Linked DNA regions of Mus musculus: region 1 is linked to region 2. A link is a contact called in public Hi-C data. All regions are on one chromosome and are shown on one strand. The core of a region is the stretch at or near the end of the contact, and the rest is flanking DNA. Distances in the headings are between cores, read along the strand shown. Region 1 has its middle 30 kb from the start of Mir710. Region 2 overlaps Tll1 (tolloid-like).

The links. Hi-C and Micro-C count contacts between places; a contact is called where the count stands out from the background.
Region 1: a contact with region 2 is called in a Hi-C map of embryonic fibroblasts, with 10 times the contacts expected there. The contact joins two enhancer-like sites. A contact is called at or near these places in 5 of 39 promoter capture datasets (the 3T3-L1 cell line, embryonic stem cells, hippocampal neurons and 1 more), 8 of 15 datasets of contacts at CTCF or cohesin (the NIH/3T3 cell line, embryonic stem cells, hippocampal excitatory neurons and 3 more), 248 of 484 Hi-C or Micro-C datasets (the 3T3-L1 cell line, the 4T1 cell line, the 63-12 cell line and 110 more), 33 of 115 datasets of contacts at active chromatin or transcription factors (the NIH/3T3 cell line, PVALB interneurons, astrocytes and 22 more) and 4 of 9 other capture datasets (adipose tissue, embryonic stem cells, embryonic tail and 1 more).

Annotation. Positions count from the first base shown.
Region 1 is chr8:64,540,494-64,547,761 of GRCm38.p6, reverse strand. No RefSeq gene overlaps it. Among named protein-coding and RNA genes, the nearest start is that of Mir710, 30 kb to the right of the region's middle. Within about 2 kb of position 5,026, at least 24 of the 459 cell types and tissues checked have an H3K27ac peak or open chromatin away from gene starts, as enhancers often do. A contact at or near this core is called in embryonic fibroblasts, where this site is marked.
Region 2 is chr8:64,016,062-64,022,636 of GRCm38.p6, reverse strand. It overlaps Tll1 (tolloid-like), which reads left to right. Exons shown (of 21, transcript NM_009390.3): 20 at 4,906-5,156; 21 at 6,457-6,575. Among named protein-coding and RNA genes, the nearest start is that of Sgo2b, 67 kb to the right of the region's middle. Within about 2 kb of position 2,251, at least 1 of the 459 cell types and tissues checked has an H3K27ac peak or open chromatin away from gene starts, as enhancers often do. A contact at or near this core is called in embryonic fibroblasts, where this site is marked.

The sequences.
Region 1 (7,268 bases), core at 3,777-6,276, 520 kb before region 2:
TGTATCTCAGTTGAAGCATCCTGACAAGGTAAGAGTTGATTCCATAGTAAATTAGAAGGCAAGGAAGTAGGGAGCAGGAGAGAAGAAGGTTAGCATGGTGTGGGGATAGAGGCACTCTCTGAGAGTGATGGGGACACTCTCAGAAGGGAAGAGCTGGGTGGCTAATGGAGTGTGTTGACTCTGGTCACAGACAGGAGATGCTATAAAGAGCATCCCTGGGAGCAGAAACTGTGGTGAGTCCAACCATCTGGAAAAGAGATGATTACTGCTGGGATAGAATGAATAAAGGCCAAGGATGTCATGGGGGCAGTGGATGACAGACCATGCAGGATCCTTACAGTCTACTGAAGGATCTAGTTAGAAAGAGCCAGGGAGCCACTGAACACTTTGAGGAGAGGTGTGGTTTGTCAGGTATTAATATGAAAAATTACTTTAGGGATCAAGAGAGGACCAATGACCCAGGAGAAAGGTAATAACATTGTGTCCACAGATAGCAAAGAACAGACGCTGAGCAGGGGTAGGTAGGATCCAGGGTTGATGTTGAGGTCAGAATATTGTTGTAAAACATTTCCCTCTCTATTTGCAGGGATGGGGCCTGGACCCAGAGTCTTGTGTGTGTTAGTTATGCATGCCATGGCTGAGTTACATCCTAAACCCTTGTCTCAACATTTGGTGCTCAGCATCTTTCTCAGTAAGACACGGATAAAGCTAGTTTTGCCACAAGGAATTGGTGAGGCTATGATCACTCAGTGTGTCAAAAGGCATATTAAGGCAGATACTACTAGCTGTTTGTGGTTTCATAGCGGTAAACCACTGCAGGCTTAAGATCTATTTGTTTGTTTTTGAGACAGAGTCTCTCCATAGCCCATCTTAGTCTCAAGTTCTTGATGTAATGGAGGATAACCATGTCTGTGTGACTACTCTGCCTCTACCTTCCACGTTCTGGGATTACTGATGGGCATCTCCTATCACCTCTGGTTTATGCAGTGCCAAGGCTTGCACCTGGGCTTTGTGCATTTTATGTGAGCAGTCTACCCATTGAGAAACACCTCCAGCTCATACAGACTTAAATTTTAAGGTAGAGAACATAGAAGCAGTCAGATATACTCCAGATTGAGGAAAAGAGACCAGAATGGAAAAAAATTCAATTTGTTATTTCCCATTGGAGTTGTCCTCCCAATGCTTGCTGTACAGAGCTCATGAAACGGCTCTCTTGCTGCATAGATCACTTTGCTATTCTACTGGGAAGACACCACCTGCTTCTGAACATGAGATTCAAACTTTTGGAAGATACGTGGGGGCTAATTCTGTGTTCCTAGACAGTTTTCCAAACAAACAGATCTGGGGCAAAGGGGAGAGGCTCTCAGCTCACATTTTTCTTCAAGAATTACATGTCAAGTTGCTATGTGCATCTTCCTTCCTTGACCATGATTCTTTCATCACAAATCAAATATAGAAGCTTCCTCTAGTTCCAGATGGTTAGGATCAGAATGTATCTATTTACCATTTCCCTCTGGAGTCCCTGCCAGCTAGACACTGGGCTGGTGCTGAGTGACAGCTACATTGTACCCCTGTGCTTATAATCGGAGTGTATAGCTTGCACACAGCATCTCTGGCTTTATTCAAAGAGGAGAGTTATCACGTTTCTTTTAATTTAAACTTTGTTAAGGTGGAACATTTTAAAATGCAGCAGATAGGTCTTTACAATGTCCTCTGTGAAGCTCTTTCACCTTTTCCTGTTCTGAATCAAACTTGCTGGGAGCACAGACTTTTGCAAAACTCCATGCTCCTTCCTGTATCTATTTAGTGTGTACCAACCTCTACTGACCTCTGTTTACTCTTGTGAGAGTCTACGTAAAATGCATCAGATTTTATTCTTTCCTATAGATATGGGGTGTGTCCCAAGAACACAATTCTATCTGTTTCGTGTTTTCACAATTAGATGGTACTTTTAGGGAAGGGGTGACAGTCAGTAGCCAGAAGGTTTTGAGTTTGAAAGTATTTTTCCCTTCTTTGTAACTATATGCAATATAAGTAATCTTTCCTTTCTTCACATCCTCAACTTTTCCTTCCTTCCTCCCTCCCTCCCTCCCTCCCTCCCTCCCTCCCTCCCTCCCTCCCTTCCTTCCTTCCTTCCTTCCTTCCTTCTTTCTCTCCTTCCTTCCTTCCTTCCTTCCTTCCTTCCTTCCTTCCTTCCTTCCATCCTTCCTTCCTTCTCTCCTTCCTTCCTTCCTTCCTTCCTTCCTTCCTTCCTTCCTTCCTTCCTTCCTTCCTTCCTTCCTTCCTTCCTTCCATCTTTCCCTCCCTCCCCCCTCCCTCCCTCCCTTCCTCCCTCCCTTCATTATCTCTCTGTCTCACTGTCTTGCTGTTTCTCCCTCTCCCTCTCCCCTCCCCACTCCCCCTCCCTCTCCCTCTCCTCAGCGACCCTCTTTCCCTTTCTTCTTCTTCCAGCCAAGGCTGTTCTCAAATCGACAATGCAGCTTAGGATGACTTTGATTTTCCTGTCTTGCTGTTTCCACCTTTTGAGTGCTGGGATTACAGGTGTGCTCCACCACATTGTGGTTTATGCAATGCTGTCTGCATGGTTTCATGATAGGTAAGCTCTGTACACACTGGGTTATATTCCCAGCCCCCAAATAAGTGGTGTTATAAAATTAGAAATTAAAATAAAAAGAATTTCACAAGACAAAATGTTAGGTGTTTTCATAGAATTGAAAATAAATTCTCAAAGAATGGAGTCATGGCCAGAACAAATTCTCCTGGGAGGACCTAGATGGTGTTCAGTAGAGCTGTTCAGGTGGACTAAAATAGGTGGGAGGACCAGTGCAGCTGAGGAGGGAGGATCTGGACAGCTGAGGTGGGACGACCTGTGGATCTGAGGTGGGAGGACCTATGCAGCTGAAGTGGAAGGATATATGCAGCTGAGGTGGAAGGACCTGTGCAGTTGAGGAGGGAGGACTTGAGAAGCTGAGGTGGGAGGATCTGTAAAGCTGAGGTGGGAGGACCTGTGAAGCTAAGGTGGGAGGACCTGGGCAGCTGAGGTGGGAGAAACTGTGCAGTTGAAGAGGGAGGACCTGTGCAACTGAGGTGAGAGGAACTGTGCAGCTGAGGTGAGAGGACCTGTGGAGCTGAGGTGAGAAGACCTGGAGGTGAGAGGACCTGTGAAGCTGAGGTGGGAGGACCTAGGCAGCTGAGGTGGAAGAATCTGATTGGCTGAGGAGGGAGAGAGGCATAAAGTACAGCACTGTGGGGAAAGTATACTCCAATTCAGCAAGACAGGGGCTCAAGTTTGGCTTAAGAAACTTCAATCAGAGAGGGAATACAGCAGACTGATCAGTTCACAGCAAAGGTGGAAATCCTTTAGAATCATACAAAGAAGTTTCATCAAATAGTTCTCTAAGAATAACTCTGTGGGCTGAACCAGCAACTAATGAGCATATGTGGACTGGACCTACGCCCCCTGGACATATGTAGGAGATGTGCCACTTGGTCTTCATATGGGTCCTTCAACAACTAGAGTGAGGGCTGTCCCTGACTCTGCTGCCTGCCTGTGGATCCTGTTCCCTAACTGGGCTGTCTTGGCTGGCCTCAGTGAGAGAGGATGAGCCTAGTCATGCCGGGACATGATGTGCCAGAGTGGGTTGGTACCCACAGGGGTCTTGTGGGGAGGGCCTGTGTGAGGGGTGACTGGGAGGAGGGGGGCTGCAATTGGTATGTAATGTGAATATATTAATTAATGGAAAAATAATGGTGTGGAAGGAAATATTGTGTTTTCCCACAGAGTGAGCAGGTAGACAGGATAGTACATACGGGCATCAATCCATGTGCAATATACACATTCGCTCATTTTGTAAAATAGGTATTACTGCTGCTTTCATTTGCATGTAGAGGAGGTGAAGTGATAGGATGCTAAGAAGCACATCCAGGGCCATGGACTAATAAGCTTAGTACTTCCTCCTTATGTATGTGGTCCAAAGTTCTAGAAATAATGTAAAAGCTGTAAGTTGTGTACCCTTTTCAGTGGGGCAAGGAGATCCTGCGTCATTGTATTCAGTGCTGCCTGGCATGTGACCCACTCCACTGTCTAACATATTCATGCTCTATTCACTCTTTCCATTAGTCATTCCAGTGTACTCGATCGGCTGTTGATGCCTTGTCACATCACATTACTTTCATTCAAGTAATCCTCGCTATTCTCAGTAGTAACTCCATGCACTGAAAGTAATAGTGCTCAGAATTCAGGCTTGTCAGAGAAGCCTCAGAGTGCTCCCCGAAGTGAGAACTGAACGTTCTTCGTATGTGTAGTTCATTCTATACTGTTTGCTCTTTCAAGTGTCAACATGGGTCTTGAAATGTATCCTGTGAATAGGGTTAATAGCTATAGTAACTTCATGGTCCATCTTTGTAGTCAGTGTAGTATGTAAGCCCTCTGGACACTGTGAGGTACTGGGAAGCTATGGAAGGTTTGTAAACAACAGAGTGACAAGATCAAAGGCCCTCTTCCCAATACCTTACCTTTAACTCTAGGATTATATCACATACAATTTGGGAAGACACAACTATTCAGAGCATGGAAAGGTAACTTTTATTCACCAAATGTAATTGTCATCCAGGAGGCTCACTGCTGAATAAGCTCACCTTTTCTAGTCCTTTCTGAATAGCTGGGTGGTGCAACTCAGCTGTTCTGGCTCAAAGCTCCACTCTGAGCTGACTGATTCAAACTGGCTCCTCTTGGTTTCTCACTGAATTTCTCTGCTTGGAAAAACTGCTTTTGGGTTCCATGAACTGAACCGCACTGACTACACAAATGGAATGGAACTGAGTGGAACTGAACAGAACTCCAGGAACTCCATTGAACTCAACTGCATTTAACTGAACTCAGCTGAACTCAACTGCATTCAACTGAACCGCACTCAACTGAAATTCCACTGCATTACCTGTTCAGTCAACTGAAGAGCACTTACTGAATGGCTCTCCAGACTGACTCACTCTGTGCTGCTCTGAAAGTAGACTGTCTCACCAGTCTGTTCTTGAGAGAGTAACATATCCTGTCTCTGACTCATTTGTCTCTGATTCATGACTTTGTCTGTCCTTCAGTTAGATGTCACTTTCAAACATGGCTGCTTCCTTCTACAAACGAACTTCGCCTTCATTGTTTGGAATTCAAGGAATGTACTAAGAGCATGTTTGATTACCAGCCAGAGGGATTAAAGGTGTGTCATTCCACCCTGATCACACAGACCTAGAAGGTTTTTGGATGTGATCCCTTTCAAGAGTAGCCATGTTGCTGGATTGAAATTTCTCTACAAGAGCACATCTCTTCTACGTAGAGAGATGGAACTAGAGCAGTGACAGCTAACAGCTGATGCATGAGTCAGGAGGCACAGCATTATTTATTGTCTTGTTCTTTACTTTTGTATGGTTTTTAACTTTTCAAAATAAGAAAATGAACCATAAAAATCACTGGGAGGAAACATTCTTTTCTGTCTACTTTTCAAGTCCCCTTCCTTCCTTTCTGTGACAATTCCATGAATTTGCCCATGGTGTAAAGTTTAGCTTTGAGCTCAGACCCACTCTGCTTCCCAGCGGGTGATCTGAACATCACTGTGAGGAGCTTATATTTTTAGGCTCTGGTTTCATTTGTCTGTAATCTTTGATTACTATATGAAGTGACAGCAAGGAACCTCAGGACCATTTTGGTTCTTGTTATTCCCTGCAGCTGCAAGAATGGGTTCCAGAGGGCCAATGAAGAAAAGTGGTGAAGGCATGGTACATTCTCCATGGCTCAGGGGAAGGCTAGAAACATCTCTGGAATGAAAAGGAAAGAAATACCTTGAGACTTCTCCATGTGGGTCTGCTAAAGTCATCATGTCACAGTGTTTTACAGGGCTTGCGCTTTCCCTGTTGTTGGTAGGTTTTGGCAGCCCTGGCATCATAGTTATGCATTGTGAACAACTTCCAAGAAAGGATGCCTTCTTCAGTCATTCCACACAAAAGATGGAGGAGTAAGAGGATTATTTTTCATACATTTTATTTCTCCACAGATGGGTAGCACTTGACCTACAAGTTATGGTTGTCTCAGCTCATTTGAAAACTCAACAGATTGATAAATAGAATTTCATTACACAGTCATCCAGTGAAGGAGGAGAGAATGTGGCACTGTTAAATTCTCTGTTTAATGAAGTTTTTCCATAAAAATTAAAGGTACTTATAATGATGACTTTATTGAGTATCTTTTGTATGCTTTCATTTAATACAGTAAGTTAACATTGCTAGAGTTTTTTCTAACATTATTTTGTGGTGGTTTGAAATAAAATGGCCTCCCTATGGAGGCTCACATATTTAAATGCTTAGGTTCCAGCTGATGGAACTGTGTGGGGAGAATAGATTGGAGTAGGTGTGTCACTGGAGATAGGCTTTGAGGTTTCAAAAAGCCCATGCTAGGCCCAGTCTTTCTTTCTCTCCCCTCTTCCTCCTTCTCCATTTCTTCCTCCTCCTTCATTTCCTCCTCCTCTTCCTCCCCTTTCTTCTCCTCCATCTCTCTTTCTCCCTCTCCCCTCTCTCTCCCTCTCTCTTCCTCCCCCCTCTCTTTCTTTGCCTGATGCCAATGGATCAGGATGTAATAGCTCCCAGCTACAGCTCCAACACCATGGCTGTCTGCTTCCTGCCATGATGATTATAGACTAAGACTCTAAAATTGTAAGCAAACCCCCAGTTAAATGCTTTCTTTTATAAGAATTGTCTTGGCCCTGGTGTGTCCACAGTAATAGAACAGTAATTAACATACTGTAACGATCCTATCTTCTTCCTTGGGTGTTTTGCATGTGTGTGTTCTATGAGTATGTATTATGTTGTATATGTATTGTATATGTGTTGTGCTCTTTCTTTTAACATATTGTATACGTATTTTCGTTCTATATACTTGTGTATTATGTGTGTCATTATGAATGTTATGTTGTATTGTGTGTGGTACGTGCACAGGAGTGTGGAGGTTGCATAACTGTGCACATGTGTTTGGAGGTCAAAGGTTAGGAATCTTTCTGTATAGTGCTCTGGTGTATAACAGGATTTCCCACTGTACCAGAAACTCACCATTCAGACTAGACTGGTTGGCTGCACAGTTTCTGGGATCTGCCTGTGTCCACCCCTTAGTGCTGAGGTTTCAGGCATGTGTAGCACTCCCAGGCTTCATACCTGAACTCCAGAGATTTGAACTCACGTCCCCCTGCTTACACTTTTACCCACTAAACTTTCCCAGCTCCGTTTTC
Region 2 (6,575 bases), core at 1,002-3,501:
CACCTCCAAACCTAATGTATCCCTCTATAGAACGTTCTATCCATTTAAAACTGTAGAATTAAGACAGAAATGAATACAAATGTCATCACTCCTTGAAGCAGTAGGTAAGGACTACTTGTTGTTTAAATTACATAAATGAAATGGCATGCTTGTTTTAGTTATTATCTATTCAAGTATCACAGTAACTAACCTCAATCAAGTGTTAAAGCAAACATAGAAATTGGGTATTATTCATTTGGTTCTGTTACTTTAAATATGAGGACTCTGAAGCTGAAACTTAAATATCAACCAAAGTGCCATAAATATCAGTGACAAAAGCCACTAGGATCCCAGCTTCCTCACTCTAGGTTTTTTTTCTGATTTATATTTCTGCTATTCTTTGCATGTTTGCCTTTCCAGTTATTTATTTATTTATTATTTACTTATTTATTTATGTTGGCTTTTAAATGAATTATCTTGAAACTTTCTGTGTGGATTTATTTTTCTGTGCTGTTGCAAAATATCACCTTGCATAAAGTAGTCTGCATTTCATCTGCTGGATACATCTCCTTAAACAACATTCTTTCTATTAAGTTTAGTTGTTATATAACTTCCGATCAAAATTTTGTTTTGGCATTTGCTCAGACAGTATGATGGGTTAGTATTCTTTGGGGAAAAACAAGCCAGGGATTTATGGGAAAAATACAATGAAAATTCCCATAAGTTAAGAGCTCACAGTGTAAGGTAAACTAAAATCCAAGCTGGGATCACATCTGTTAACTTCATCACATGTGTAAAACACTTTTATATTGCTTACCTCCTTCTAGAACAAATGCAATAGGTTTGTGGCCTCAATATATATCTTAATTTAACTAAGCGAATTTATTTTTCTATACACAATGTTAACTTTGGTTCCAAAAGAATTTAAAACTGCCAATTGCAATGTTATTGATATGTAGTTTGTTTGTTTTGTTTTGTGCTTTGTACAAAGTGCTGCTATCCATACAGTGGATGTGGATGTTGTGAGTAAGAGAACTTTGTTTCTCTCTGACAGTTAGTTAAAATGCAAGTTCAATTTAATTTAATCCAGTAGTTGAAAGAAACAAAATGTGCAAAAATGTATATTCTGTAAGATATTATGATGTCAAAGAAGAAGAAGGAAGAGGAGAAGGAGGAGGAGAAGGAGGAGGAAGAGGAGGAAGAGAAGGAAGAGAAGGAGGAGAAGGAGGAGGAGGAGGAAGAGAAGGAGGAGGAGAAGGAGGAAGAGAAGGAAGAGAAGGAGAAAGGGAGGGGAGGAGGAGGGGGAGAGAGGGAAAGGGAGAGAGGAGAAAGACATATTTAATCTGTGGATTTGCCTATCTGCATGATTTTTCTCAAGTATTAAAGATTTCATGGTTTGTCGGTGACATTTAAGACTCCAAGACTATGCTATCATGTCCTTTACAGAGAAAGATGTTCACGTGGAGGTCAATTGAATTAGAATGGACTAGTAAAAGCACTTATAGGTCAAATTACCAGATGCCTTCTGGAATCTTATACTACCAGGAAACAATCAAATATGTCTTTGCAAATTAATATGATATCTACTACATAGTTTCTCTTCCTGAGTCGATTTTCAATTTCTCAGACATGTGGATGTGGCTTTGGCTTATGAAGCACTGTTAAGCTATTGATTTAGAGTAGTATTGCTAACATCTTCAAGACTGGTTTTATATATTTTGGCTTGATATCTAAATTCAGACATTTATTGACTATATTTTGACTATATAACTTATCTTTTCTGGGAAAGTGTCTAATACTATTTTGGTTTGAGTTTGAAGAACCAGGAGAAGTCAAAAGTCAGTGAGATGCCTCACAATATATATTACTTTATGATGGATCGCTCTCAGGGCATCCACGTTTTACACCACTACATGCATAATATTCCAATGATTAACAAACTATCACCGGGTGGACTGAATTTCCTCTTTGGGCTTTAATGATCAGAACAATTACTTTTACATTCATTAGTGTGAGCAGAGATCTGTGGGCATCGAGGTATGAGTAGACCTGGTGACATGAAAGAGTTGATTTTAGTAGTATTTTACTCTGTTCTCAAACCTAAAGCCATATGACTTTTATCAGAAGCATGAGATAACAACCTTGTTATGCTTAAATCCATAAGCCTTTAAGTGTCTTTCCACTTTCTGTTCTATTTCCCTCCTACCTTAACTCTCCTTCTAAGACTGGAATGACAGATGACTTCTTGTGAATCAGGCATTCCAAAGCAGCATACCCCATGTCTCATGCCACCCACTCAACCCAGTTCTTCCTGACCCATGGAGCCATTGTAATTAAAGTGTTGACAGGCTTTGAAACTTGAAAACCATTTATTGGTTATGTCACGCTTTAAGAATCAGCTGTGAATAAAATCAGGAACTTCAATCCACTCGTTCACACAATTCTACCTTGAAATCAGAAGTATGTCTACAATTCTTTTCTTCTTAATTCACTGTGGGGAACTGCTTTGCCTGCATGTGTATATGTGTACCACAGCATTCCTGGTGCTTGTGCAAGGCAGAGGAGGTCATCAGATGTCCTAGAACTGGAGTGACAGAAGGTTGTGATCCATTTGTAGGTGGTGAGAATTTACTTCAGATCTTCTGGAAGAGCAACCAGTTATCTTAACTACTGAGTCCCAAATAAGATGTGTTGTTCACGTGATGTTTTACAGGTCTTAATCATACATTTCCTTTCGGATAGAAAACACGTCTAAAGCTATTGTTCTTTTTTCTGTAGCTTTCAATAACGCACCTGAATATTTTCATGTACTCTCATAATCTGAATAAACTATTTAAGATAGCTTTCATCTATGAGTCATGTATCATTAAATTTTATGTATGGTTTGATCATCCATCTTCCATATAGACCATCTAACACGAGCATTGTGTGTGGTCTTGAAATGAAACTGGAGAATCTGGAATGTAACTCGGTGGTGGGGTGCAAGCTTTGCATGCAATGCTCTTTGTTCTATCCTGGATTTAGACCTATGTAATCTGACTTTTAAGGACTGTGGCAGGTAGAAAAGACTATTTTCTGAGAGTTGTGTAAGAGTTACTCTAGGGAAGAAGAGTGTTTTGCTTCCAATGTATGATCCTGGGTGAATGCAACCCCAAATCAGATGAAAATTCCAGGCTTTAGGGATAGTTTCTTGACTGTGTTGTCTGATGGGTAAATGTCTGTAATAGTATTTATTTATATATATCAGAATATTGAGGAAAAAGGGTTAGCTAAATGTCTGAGAAAGGCATTGTTGGGGATAGAAGTATAAAGTTCCCTGATTGAATAGCTGCCCTGGGGCAAAGCCCAAGGGTTGATTGATTCCATGCATTTAAATATAAGATCTGTGCTTCAGATTCAGAATATTAATTTAAATCATTATCAACCAGGTTGCTGGGGAGATGGCTCAGTCAGTAAATTGCTTACCTCCCAAGCATGAAGGCCTTAGTTCAGATCCCCAGTATGAAGGTTAAATATCAGGTATTGTGCTACACAGTTCTCTAATTAGGTACTGAGGAGATAGAGAACATATCAGGTCTACCAACCACACAAATATTCTGGCTAAGTCAGCCAAATTGATGAGATCCGGGCTCAGTACAAGATACTGTTTTAAAAAATACGTCAGAGAATGGTTGAGAAAAACATCTAGTGTGTACACACATGCATCTTCACACATATACAAACAAGGTGAATAAAACAGCACACCCCTCCCCCAAGCACAATATAGTTTAACAGCACAAGTTGAAATAAACCTCATAAATGTTGCTGCTGCCCAGTCATCCTCACTATGGGTTATCTTATGACCTACCACACATTGGTATGATGTGTTTTCATACACAGTGGTTTAGCATCCCACGTCTTAGAACGTTTTTCTGGGGGGATCTCCTGGTATTAGCTTTGAAATCCCTAGTTCTGAGGATTGTCACAGATGCTTGGAAACTTCCCAGGTGTTGGTAGACAATCTACTTTTCCCCCAACCTCTTCACATCTCATTTTTTATCTCTGTGCTTACAAGTGGGTTTTATGTTAGGCTGTTTTAGCCTACTGGTGCTTCTATTTGATCTATGGCATAGTAAATTGAAGCCTCTGACTACAGTGAACTACTAAAAATTTTGGGAAACATCCCTTTCCCTGAATTAGATAAGCTAAGAGATTCTATTTTCACAGCTTTGTTTCTTTGATGTATTTTCTATGAGTGATGACAGCAGTGTGCACAACTGACTTGCATTTCCCTAAATAACTGAGACTAAAATTTTGTTATAGCAAATACTTCAATTATACCTGGACTGATGATGTGATAAATTGTATATTCTTTTGCTGATTGTGTAAGATAATAGTACTACTCAAATAATATTATTGTACATGCATAATAATGTTATATATATTATATAAAGTTCTATATAGCAAATATATAAATAAGCTTTATATGCTTTGATAATTTTTCAGATTTTTTTTTACTGAATTCTAAGTTTTGATTTTGAAAAGAATGATTTGAAATTAAAAACATTGTTAGGTGTATCTTCTGTAATTCTATTGAGCAAATTTTGTGACAGGTACTTTTCTAGGTGTTGTTTGTGTATTACAATTTATAAACACACAAAGATTGGTGCCATTATCATATGCACTTTGTCTTTGGGAAAATGAGGATCACAGACATAATCTTGATTGCTCATAGTCTCATATTTAGATGTTTAAGCTAGTTTCCTAAGATATAAAGACTATGTGTGGTATTCCTGCCTATACATATGACACAGTCTGATTCTCTACTCACAAACACAAACCTAATCCTAGATGTGGAAGCAGGTGTTAGGGGTTGGATGGACTCAGCTGAAACAGAGGCTGGACAGTGGAGACTCACCGAGCTTATTCATTTCTTTCCTTGGGCAGAGTGTGGTGGTCGATTGAAAGCAGAGTCAAAGCCTAGAGACCTGTACTCCCATGCTCAGTTTGGTGATAATAACTACCCAGGACAACTGGACTGTGAATGGTTGTTGGTGTCAGAACGAGGATCTCGACTTGAATTGTCCTTCCAGACATTCGAAGTAGAAGAAGAAGCTGACTGTGGCTATGACTATGTTGAAGTCTTTGATGGTCTCAGTTCAAAAGCTGTGGGTCTTGGTAGATTCTGTGGGTCAGGGGTAAGTATGCCACCAACAGGATCCCATAATGAATTAATGAGAAGCCTGTTAATCAGTGGTTGGTGTATATATTTAGAAACTGGAAAAATTTTTGAAATAAAGTCATAATTTATGATTAGCAATGGCTCAACAAAAATAAACGTAGCTCACCTACCTTCCTATTTCTCCACATCTAATGAGTTTACATTATCATTTGTGTGAACATGTGGACTTAGCTGTTCCAGTTTCTTGTCACTTTCCACATTCTAACTTTTCATTGTTAAAAGTTAATAACCCAAAACCAACATATACAAGTACAAAGCCTTGACAATGTTGTTCCTTCTGAATTTAAAACTTAAGAGAAAAGAAAAATATCCATTATTTCTCTAGTTGACATTCCATTCTTTGATGGTTCAGAGGTTAAGAGCATTGATTTCTCTTCCAAAGTTCCTGAGTTCAATTCCCAGCAACCACATGGTGGTTCACATTCATGTGTAATGGGATCTGATGCCTTGCATATACAATAGGTAGGTAGGTAGATAGATAGATAGATAGATAGATAGATAGATAGATAGATAGATAGATAGATAGATAGATAAATAGATCTGGTCAGAGTGGCATGGCCAGCTACGAGAATAGGCCCAGCATTGCAGAATGCTCCTCCACTGCTCTGCATGCAGAGGTACAGTGCAGAGACAGGTAGGGGAGAGTCCACATGAGAAGCTAGAATGGAGACACTCTGGTTTTCCCTATCTCCCCCAGGACTGACTACATTCAAATTTAGACCATTCTCATGTTTATTTTGCTTGAAATGACAATAGCCTCAACTTTCTGAGTATTATTTCTTATCTATGAATTAAATAATAATAATAATGATGATGATGATAATAATAATAACCAAACTTCTACCAAAATAATATATGTAATAAAAAAGCTTCATAGAATATTTTAGACTATTAAAATGGAGAAAATGAAGATTTAGATTACACAAGTGGCTCAGTTCACAATAACAACTGAATATCTTTTTACTGTTGTGCAATCTTTTTTTTTTTTACAAATAAATGAAAAGAAGATAGATTAAAATTTTGAAAAAATACCAAAATCTTAATGAAAATTCTGAAATTTATGTTTGAACTAAAATGTCTTCAAAATATGAGATCTTGGGTATGCCATTTCCTCCCTAAATCTCATGTTTGTGAGAATAAATCCAACAGAGGACTTTGCTAGGTTGATGGGTGGGGTGTGTGGTTAGAGCACACACATGACATGGAACAGTGGCCCAGTCTCCTCTCATGCCTGCTTTATTTGCTTCTTCTTTCAGCCACCAGAAGAAATCTATTCAATTGGAGATGTGGCTTTGATTCATTTCCACACAGATGACACTATCAACAAGAAAGGATTTTATATAAGATATAAAAGTATAAGATACCCGGAAACGAT